Regions from separate parts of the Rattus norvegicus genome. Here region 2 is linked to region 1. Evidence: chromatin contacts called from public Hi-C data. All regions are on one chromosome and are shown on one strand. The core of a region is the stretch at or near the end of the contact, and the rest is flanking DNA. Distances in the headings are between cores, read along the strand shown.

Region 1 (5,264 bases), core at 1,822-4,321:
TGTTTTCTTACCACTGTATTATGGATTGATTTATAAAGTGATTTATATTTTGTACTGTTTTCTATCCAGCAGGGGGAGCCAGGTCAGTTGATTAAAAAGAAAATGAACAAAAACCAACGCTAAGAAACAGAACAACAAAAGGTGCTGGATGAAGGGGCCACATGTCTCTGTTTGTGTGTGTTTTGTTGGTGGTCACGGAGGTAAAAAGGGAACTGGGAGTCACATAAGTGGCCATGTCCTGTTTCTAGTGTCTTGACATCTTCTCACCCTCATTATTCCAAGGGCTTCTGTATCTGTACTTTTTTTTCCTCAAGATTTTATTGTAGAGCCAGGCATAATGGTATAGTTGTCTTTAATCCTAGCACTAGGGAAGTAGAGGCAGGGAAGATCTCTGTGAGTTCTACATAAAGTGAATTCCAGTCAGGGCCACATAGTAAGACCTTGTATCAAAAAATATTTTTAATTGTATTTTGAAATATGCCTGTATATGTGTCTGCATGTGGATATGTGCACGGGAGAAGAGGTTCCTGGGGAGGCTGGAAGGTAGCGCCAAAGCTGGAGATACAGGTAGTTGTGACCCTCATGAAATGTGTGCTTGGAACCAAATTCAGGCCCAATATAAGAGCAGCATGTGTTCTTAACCGCTGGACTGTCTAGCCCCTACATTAATTACTTGTTGTTGTTAGTTTATTTTGACTCATGGCTCTAGAATGAGAGTCCAAGATAGTGGGGAAGGCATGGCCGCAGGTGGGCTGGGCAGGAAGCTGAGAGATTACATCTAAACTGCACAGGAATTACAGAGACATCTGGAAGCAGGCAGGGCTATAAACTCTCAAAGCCCACCTTCAGTTATGTACTTTGTCCAGGAAGTCTCCATGTCCTAAAAGTCCCATAACCTCCCAGTTAGCACCAGCAGCTGGGGACCAAGTGTTCACATAAATACAAGAGCCTGTATGGGGAACATTAACCATCCAAGCCACCACAGCTTCCTGTTTAACTTTCTTTCCTTGTTTCCAGTAAAGTAATGAACAACTCTGAAACTGCTCGTCCTCATGGTTTTAGGTCACCTTGATAAAAAGCTCTAGTCATCTAAGAGATGGGACCCCCCCCCCCCCAAATTGAGCAAAAACACCTCCAGAGGATAGAGCTATAAAGCAGAGAAGCCTGTAGGGCAGTTTCTTAATTAGAGATTGACATGGAAGGTCCAGCCCATTGTGGGTGGGGCTACCCCTGGGCTTGTGGTCCTGGGTTCTATAGAAAAAGCAGACTGAGCAAGCCCAGAGGAGCAAGGCAGTAACAGTACTCCTTCAGGGCCACTGCATCCGCTCCTCCTTCCAAGTTCCTGACCAGTTTGAGACCCTGCCCTGGTTTCCCTCAATGGACTGTGAGTTGAATAAGCCCTTTTCTCCTCAAGTTGCCTTGGTATGGTGCTTTGTCCCAGCAAGTCGAAACCCTAACTAACATCCCCTAGCTCACCATCCTCATGCATTGTGTGGACAGCCACAGCTGAGACAGGCTCATGATTGCAGTAGCTATGTCATATCCAGAAATCACATTTCACAGTTCTCCTCCCCATCTGGCTCGCCAGGTCTTTCTACTCCTTCCTCTGCAGTGTCCCTTGGGCCTTGGAGAGAGTGTCAAGCATGTTGATGTTGCCAATGGAATGATTGTTGAATTAATAAATGAGTGGTAAGAAAACACAAACAAAAACTTTGAGTGTTTTCAAAGAAAATTTATGTGTTTTGAGGAAGGCCTCCTGCTATAGCTGTTGTTGAACTCAGTGTATGGCCCATGCTATTCTCAAACCTGTCACCGCACCTCTGCCTCAGTGCCTGCTGTGCTTCAGGGATTACACGTATGGGGCACTATGCTGGGCTCTGTTTTGTGTTATTGGTGTGCAAGTCTGGGTAGCTTAGGACTTACAGTGTTAGTGCAGCAATCCTCCTGCTTCATCTTCCTGAACGCTAACTAGCATTATAAATGTGAGGGGTCACATTCAGCTTTGTGAGGGTATCCCCCCAATGGTTCAGAATTTAAAAGGTCAAAAAGAGTGAACAGTTGTTTTACACTTCAGTTAATAATTTCTTTTGTCTCCAAAAGTCAGTCACGGCTTTCTCACGTACGTTTTATAAGCAACACCGCCACACATTTGTCATCTCCCTATTATCACACAAACTGCAGTTAGCTACACACAGTGGTCTGCACTTGCTTTGAAAACTTAAGGACATGGTTTCTGAATGAAGGCAGAGAATTTGTGTATGGGCATGCCACATGTGGTTTAAACTGTAGCTTACTATAAAGGTGGCTTCTGATTGCTCATTCCTTATACAATAAATAGCAATGACTAAAGACTGTGATAGATCTGTTATTTTTTACATGTGAGAGCTATCTGTAAGACAATCTTCTAGAATGTTTGCTGAGCAAAGATACAGTTGTGACTGTAATTTTAGTAGATTTTAAATCTACATCCTGCAGAGCCAATGCTGAATACACACTCTTGTACAGCACGAGAGAAAGCACAAGGCTGTGCACACCTGTAATTTTAGCTCTGGGAGGTTGAGGCAGCAGGTCAGGGGTTCAAGGTTATTATCAGCCACACAGTAAGTTTGAGGCCAGCCTGACATTTATGAGATCCAGTCTCAAACAAAACAAAACAAAACAAAACAAAACAAAACAAAACAAAACAAGAGATGGCTCAGTCCACAAAGGCACTTGTTTCCAAGTTTGATGACCCGTGTTGTCATGGGACCACACAGTAAAATGAGAGAACAGACTCCACAGGCAGTCCTTTCCACTTCATTTTCTCTGTCCACTCTGACAGTGTTTGACCTTTTTCCTACTGGGCTGTTGATGATATAATTAGGTAAAGAAGGATTTCAGCTCCTGCTCCAAACTTGTGTGATTTCTCAAGCATGATTCCAGGCCATTGCACAAGCTTTATCTGTCTTTAGGTGTCACAGCGGAATGTGTCCTTCCCTTCGCAGGCCTTGCACGCCCATTGCACTGGGGTTGCCAGAGGGAGCTTCTGACAAAGACTCAGGTCTCAGGCTTCCTGCCTGGCTGCAATCTTAAGCGTGTCTGCATTCCTAGACCATGAGCCTTCATTCTAAGGGTCTATGGGGCTTTCTTCAAGGGACTCTGTGGAGACTTCCTTGGTGGAGGGACCAGGAAAGAGGGAATTCTAGAGATAATTTGATCTGCCCTGGCTTAGTTAACTTAGTACTTTCCCATTGGACTTAGTACTTTTCCACTCCTGGCTTTTTACCCAAAACTTCCTTTTCCAGGGTCCTCAAAAACTGTGAGAGCCTTTTTCTCAGGGGTGCCTTGGCAGCAAAACAACACTCTCCAAACTCTTGCATGCCTGTGGTGACCTCCTGACCCTTGATGTTCCATGGAACATTCATAGGGGGAAAGATTCAGGAAAAGTCAGCGTTTTCTCTGGCTTCATTTCTTACATTATTACAAATAATGCTTGGCTGGTATTTTCATTTCTGGCTTGTGGCAATGTGTGTGTGTGTGTGTGTGTGTGTGTGTGTGTGTGTGTGTGTGTGTGTAAGATCAAGACACAGTGAGAAGAGGATTTAAAATCAGAGATTTCAAATGACTAACATCCTAGATCAGGTATAGTGTTCCACAGCTATGATCCCAGCGCCAAGAGACCCAAGATCCTCTCTGACTTCTTTGGGCACCTGCAGAAACATGTGCACACACAGACATAAACAAAAATCAATCTTTAAAAAAGTAAGCAGAGAACTGGAGAAGTGGGGGGGGAAGAGGGAGGAAGAGGACGAGGAGGAGGTGACTATGGGGACAACAAGGACACGTGCTTACAGTAGACTCTATTAGGGAGAAAACAATTAAATGGCTGGAGTATGAAAGCTAGAGCACATCTGCACGTACATTCTTTAATAACAGACAGGTTTACCAGCTCTCCTGTGGTACATGCCTATAATCCCAGCACTCAAGAGGCTGAAGCAGGAGGATCAAAAGTTCAAGGCCAGTTTAGATTACAAAAGACCCTGTCTCCAAATTAAGAATAAAAATAATAGACCGATTCATTCTGAGTTAACTGGGAAAAATATGGTTATTTAACATATTTGACTTTATAAAGCAACTTGCTTTAAAGTTTGACACGTTATGAAGAACACACCACAGTTATCTAGGCTGGCAAGTGCTTCAGTAGACACACACGCACATGCTCACACACACACACACACAGCTGGCATGCAGCACAGCACCTCAAGGATGCGGAGACCTTGATCTTCCTGACTCAATTTCCTTTGCTTCCTAAGCTCTGTTCTTGAATTCAGAGGTCATTCCAGGTCCTCATGTGTGTGTGTGTGTGTGTGTGTGTGTGTGTATGTGTGTGTGTGTGTGTGTGTGTGTGTGTGTGGTGCATGTGTATGGGTGGGTAGTATGTGTGTATGGTGTATATGATATGGTGTGTGGTATGTAGTGTGTGTGGTGTGAGTGTGGTGTGTATATATATATATGTATTGCATGTGTGGTGTGCGTACTTGTGTGTGTGTGTGCATGCCAGTGTTCAGGTACATATATATCAAAGTGTGCCTGTGGAGACCAGAGGACAACCTCAGGTGTTGTTTCTCACCTTCCTCCTTCTTTAAGACAGGGGTTCTTGTTCACCACTGTGTATGTCAGGTCAACAGGTCTCAGAGCTCCTGGGAATACTCTCTCCATATCTTCTCTCTCACCAATGGGACAGCAGCACTCTGTATGTGTGTCAGAACTCAGGTCCTCACACTTGACCTGTAAACACTTTACCAACAGAGCCACCTCTCCAGCTCTGATAAGACAATTTCTGGGAATCAATGTCAGCTCCACCTTGCTTTTATATATATATATATATATATATATATATATATATATATATATATATATATATATACTCTGAATCTGCTCAGACGCTGTAAACGGGCTGACGGCTGACTCAGACTGCAGAGCTTGCTGCTCTCACGCAGAGCTGGAATTTGATCCTTAGGAGTCACGTTGGGTGGCTCACAACTGCCTGGAACTCCAGCTCCAGCAGACCTTACGCCATCTTCTGCCCAATTCTGTTACCTGCACCCATGGGCACTTATTTCCTTGTCCCTTACAAATAATTAAAAATGAAAAAGTAGGTCTTAAAAACAAGTCGTCATGAATGGCGTTCATCCCTTAATCCTTCGGTTCTACGATGTGCACCTGGAGTCTCCCGCACTCCTGGTGATACTCTACCAGTATCTTCAGCACACCCTTGCAACACA
Region 2 (5,264 bases), core at 1,848-4,347, 150 kb after region 1:
CATGTTTCCCATGTAACTTTTGGAGCATGAGTCAAATTTTGGAGGAGCAGATATTTCTTACATATTGGGCAGATTATTGTTCAAGACTTTTGTAGGCTATCCTAACTGTAACTTGGGGGCACCCCTGAGAATGAAATCATAGCCTGAGATTTGCTCAGAAGCTCTCACCCCAATAATGAGAAGGGGCATTCAGGGGCGACAGTAGGGGCATTGTCAATAAGAGTTGCAGTTCTTTGATCCAAGCTGACCGTCTCTTAGTGAAGAAGCAGGAAGGGAGGGAGCAGGAAATGGAGAACGTGGAACAGGCAGTATGGCAAGGTTCGGCAGGAAATAGAGGAATTGGTTCTAGACCAAAGGAAAAAAATTTTTTTAACAAATAGGAAGTTTTTTTTAGAGTAGCTTGTACCTACTCGATCTCATCCCACCTCTGTCCTTGGGCTCAGGCCGGTGACTTTTCTTCCTGCCCATAGAAACGGTGTACAATTATTGCCAGCAATCCAGTAAATGGAAAGAAGTTCCCAGCCTGTTTTGTTTTCTGCCTGGTCTTTACTCCCCACACTGCTTAAATGAAGTTGCAACCAGAGTGGGTGGGGACCGGAGACGCAGCACACACGCTTGCTCCCACCAACGTCTGCTTCTAGTCAAGCCACTTCATCAAACCACTCCTGAGACGTGCGGCTCAGTTTTCTGTGACTTTGGTTCCACATTCCAACTGGAGCCCGGTTCCATGGCTCTGGCTTTCAGCCTGTCCACGTGGACCTGTGTGCCCTCCTGTACCTGGCCTACAGATACTCACTCTCCCTTTATGGAGAGTCTCACTGCCACAGACAAATCATTCCCAAACACCTTACTTGTAACGTGTAAAAATAAAAGCAAGGATCTGTATCATGCAGAAGGGGAGTCATACAGTGTGGGGCAGAGGTGGTCCTGGGTATAGATTAAGATATCTTGAAACCATATTTCGTAAGGCAGAGGCCAGTCACGTATCATGGGGTCCTGAGTTTGGTGCGTGTTGGAAAGCGTGCTTTGCCGGGTACATTAGGTTCAGGAAGAGCAGCTTCCTTTTGTGAGGGGAGGAGATTGGACAGCTCAGCTCTTTAACTACAATGTGTGGCTTCCGGCTTCACACCGTGTACGTGCTGAGGTTCATGGCCTGAAAAGTCCTTCCATCATTGGGTCAGTTGTCCTAAGGTCTGGGGGGGGCTGTTACAGGGGTAGTTATAAGCTCAATTGGTAGGCTGGTGGAAAGGAAATTTTAGTTCCTTGAGGAGTAAAGGTGACGGTGGTGCCTAATTTTCAAAGGGCAGTCTGGAGCCACCAGGAGGGAGTAAGCCACCTGCTTGTGGCCCAGACGGACTGAGGTGGGAGGTGATCATTCTCAGTGGCGCTGTGGCTGTGGCTCTGTGTACTTGGGTCTTTGAGTTAGTAGCTGGTCCCACTGGGTTTTTAAAATCAGAAGGTGGGGGCTGGGGATTTAGCTCAGTGGTAGAGCGCTTACCTAGGAAGCGCAAGGCCCTGGGTTCGGTCCCCAGCTCCGAAAAAAAGAACCAAAAAAAAAAAAAAATATATCAGAAGGTGTCTACCCTTGTGGTTGGGTTGTTGCTTTCCTGGCTTTGGGATGGTTTGGCCGTTCTTCCAAAGTCTCCTTTCCTTACAATATGCACGCTGATCCCTTTCCAGTGTGGCTCTCCTTTCTGTCTTTTTGATTTTGAGGTTCCTCTGTTGGACATGAGCGGTAGAGGCTGAAGCAAGCTGATGGGAAAGCAGCCAGCACACATGCGGCCTGCTGGCCCGTGGGTCAGGCAGCATCCAAGGCAGCCTGCCTGTCTCTCAGTATCTTGGTTATCAGGCCACTTCGACAAGATGCGAAGTATTCATCCCTCCAAGGCTCGCCAGCTTTTGGAGTTTGTACTGATGTCTGGAGTTGACCGAGTGACAAAAGCCAAGTCTAATGCCCTAGCATTTTCCAGAGACAGTGGATCAAAAGAGGTGTAGCAGCTGGTAATATCTCAAGAAATGCCCTAAAAACTCTTCTGGGTTCTAAAGAACCCCAACAGTCTTAGACAAAATAGGGAATATGCATTGGGTTCCCTTGATGTGTCCAAAGTAACTAGCTTTTCAGTATCAAGTACCAAAAAACGCTTTCTTGCCTCTTCCCCAATGTTTCCCCCTTCGGAAGCAAAATGGACTCAGAAGGAGTTGTCAGCAGTCATTTCAAATGGGGCAATGGATACAGAGAACAGAATCCAGTAGGGCAATTAGGCCTGGGACTTATCCAACAAAGAGAGAGTGGTTCCTGGGTCTTCCAGTTATACAGATTCAAAGCAGACAAAAGAACATAAGCTGGTAAGGGCAATGCCCTCCTCTAAGCAGCTGTCCCGGAAGGGCACAGCATCTCCACCAATGGAACAATAGAGGCTGGGGTTCGAGTTGAGTCTGGGGCATGGTGGGACCTCAAGGGGGAAGCCAATGGTGGAGAAATTGGTATGGGAGGGGGTTGGTTGGGGAACTGGATATCTCCCCCAGGAGGGAAATAATAGAGTGTAGATCCAGAAGGGGAAGTGGGTGAAGAAGGGGTGGGAGTAGGGGGAGGGATGGAAAGAGACAGGTGGGACAGGATGGGATAAAGGCACCTGAGGGGTGTGTGTGTGTGTGTGAGTGTGAGTGTGTGTGTGTGTGTGTGTGTGTGTGTGTGTGCGAGAATCTGGAAGAGGTGGAAGAAATGGAGAAGATGGGCTGTGGGGGGCAGTGGGGTGAGGGGTCCTTGGTTTCTGAAGGTCTCAGGACACGTGTTGGGGGGCGAGTGACAAGGAACGTTTTAGAGAACAAATCAGTAGATTTTCTCAGCAAGGAAATAAGGCAATTCAAGCCGAATTAAAAGTAAAAAAAGGGCAGGTTTATTTGGGACTGGGCTTTTAGGGCTCCCAGGCAAGTTTACCAGACTCAGGGAGTGAGAAGGGAAAAGTCTTGGGCAGGCTGTGGTGGATTTTTATGGATTGTAGGTGAAAGAAAGTGACGTAGGGCTTGTGCCCTGTTATGGTCATCTAAGGTGGCTCCAGTGGCTGGCAACTTCAGGGGCGGGGTTTGGACTGCTGTCAGGATTGTTGGGAATGTGGAACTGGGCTTTTGGTGCCTTTTTTTCTGTTCAGAGGCTTTTTGAGAGGGGGTTGGAGAGAGGGAGGAATCAAGTTTACTGACTTAGGATGAGGGGTTGGGGGTGGGGTGGGGGCAATCAGGAGGCTCCAACTGAACACAAAACAGCAGAATAATCCCTAGAAGCAAAGCTTTTAAGCTGAACAGGTGGGCGTGAACGAGAGCCCCTCACTGATCAATGTAAACTACCGGATCAGGACAAGTGCGGGCCAATGTAACCTTGAGCCAGACTGCCTTCACAATAGGCGTGTCCAGGGAACGGGTAGATGGCCATTTCACTTCATAAGAGAACCAGTTAATCTCAAAGTAAGTGCGCAGCCTTTCTTTTCCCATATTCTCTCCAAACCCTTGGGAAAAATTTTTAGCACATATTCCAAAGGTGTGAAAGTTTTGAGTCGTAGTCCTCAACTTAATTGACTAAAGGAAGTTGTAATACGACCAACCTGGCAGCTCTGGCAATGAGAGAAGACCCCACTAAAGACCTGCCACAGCTCCCTTGTTGTGAGACTCAGCGAAAATCCACGGGTAGCAGAGACAAACAGTTGACTCTAGGATTGGATTGGTATGACTGGAATTTCCCTCCGTCCTGGAGAGGAAAGACTCCCCCCACCCCGCTCCGCGCCAAAAAGACAAATAATTGCATGCCACCCAGTGGCAGAATCCAGAACAGCTGCAGACTTTCCAGTGACAAAACAAAAAGACAAAAAAAAAAAAAAAAAAAAAAAAAAAAAAAAAAGGCATGCAGGGGGTGCCACCTAGTGGCACAATGCGGGAAACTCCGCAGACTCTTTCCTTCTGGGGAGGCAGGAGGCAGTGTCGAGGGGTGGGTAGAGGGGTAGAGGGGAGGACCGAACTATTAATAAAGGACTCAGAACTCTTTTTTTTTTTTTTGGACTCAGAACTCTTAATTGGCTTAATCAGAATGGTTATCAGTAATTACCTCGGGTACACCTCAGGGAGATTCCCCATGCTCCACGGGGAGCCATACTCCTGGCCAGGCAGAGGTTGGGGGCGGGGAGGGGGGCCCTGACAAATGTTCCAGGGCCGCCCTTCACTCAGTGAGTGCAGAGAGGTCCGGAATAGTAGGTATTTTCCCAAACAGGAAGGCAGAGTCCCCCTGACACTCCCAGGAAGTAAGTCTGTGCCTGGAACCTTTTGGATAAGGAGAGGCCCCAAAGGAAGGGCTTCTTTTCTAGATTATGGGCTTAGGTTTAAAGAAGACCCAATTCTTTGGGCGGCCCTCTTCCTGATTTGGTCCTCCCCCACTAAACCAGCATGCCAGTAGTGTGGGTTACCCTGTATTCTGGTTATGCCTCTCCTGAGAGATCTGGTTCGGGTTCAGCCAACTGTGCAAAGAATGTAAATGATTAAGCGCATGATGAGAAAGTTTGGCCCAGGGAGTTGTAGTTGTTTGATTTCTTGATTTTTGCCACTGGTAGTTCTGTTTTGTCTCATTGTCCCATCTGTCCCTATCCTCTTGGTCTCTGGAAAAGGTCTTGGTGCCCAAGTTCAGGGACATAGCATTTTAAAAGGCAAACCCACAAAGATATATCGAACTTCCACGAGGGTCAGAGAAATCTTAAAGTGTTCATTCCTGGCAGAGCACAGGAGCTATTTTAGCCAGAACTTGGCGATTGTTTTTGTAAATACTTCTGGACAATAGTCAAGGTCACGGAAATCTCAAACGTGCTGCCACGGTGGACATAACTGAGGCGGGAGGGGGCGTAGAGGGCTAGAAATTACCTAAGCAAACACAAAATGTAGTCAGAACAGGATGCTGTCGCCTTAGCTATCTCGAAGCAAATGTCAGGTCCCATCTACTCAAGGGGAGAGGTTCACAAAGTGGGCGACCCTAAATGTGTCTATCACAATTGGGTCTAACTCTTGGGAGCTGAGTGAGACCAGGGACGGTGGCTAACACACACACAAGGTTCAACATGGTTGTGATTATTAATGTGGAAGATACTTGGAGCTAACGTGTGTGTGTGTGTGTGTGTGTGTGTGTGTGTGTGTGTGTGTGTGTGTGTGTGTGTGTGTGTGTTGGGGGGTATGCCTAGGACTACCTCTTCCAGGACATGTCCTTGAGAGCAGCCCTCCCATGACTTGGGTCT

The links. Hi-C and Micro-C count contacts between places; a contact is called where the count stands out from the background.
Region 2: a contact with region 1 is called in a Hi-C map of liver, with 6 times the contacts expected there. The contact joins two enhancer-like sites. A contact is called at or near these places in 7 of 12 Hi-C or Micro-C datasets (Schwann cells, frontal cortex, hepatocytes and 3 more).

The regions. Positions count from the first base shown.
Region 1 is chr1:180,135,305-180,140,568 of GRCr8, forward strand. No RefSeq gene overlaps it. Among named protein-coding and RNA genes, the nearest start is that of Pik3c2a, 20 kb to the left of the region's middle. Within about 2 kb of position 3,072, at least 12 of the 93 cell types and tissues checked have an H3K27ac peak or open chromatin away from gene starts, as enhancers often do. A contact at or near this core is called in liver, where this site is marked.
Region 2 is chr1:180,287,639-180,292,902 of GRCr8, forward strand. No RefSeq gene overlaps it. Among named protein-coding and RNA genes, the nearest start is that of Rnu6-651, 81 kb to the right of the region's middle. Within about 2 kb of position 3,098, at least 20 of the 93 cell types and tissues checked have an H3K27ac peak or open chromatin away from gene starts, as enhancers often do. A contact at or near this core is called in liver, where this site is marked.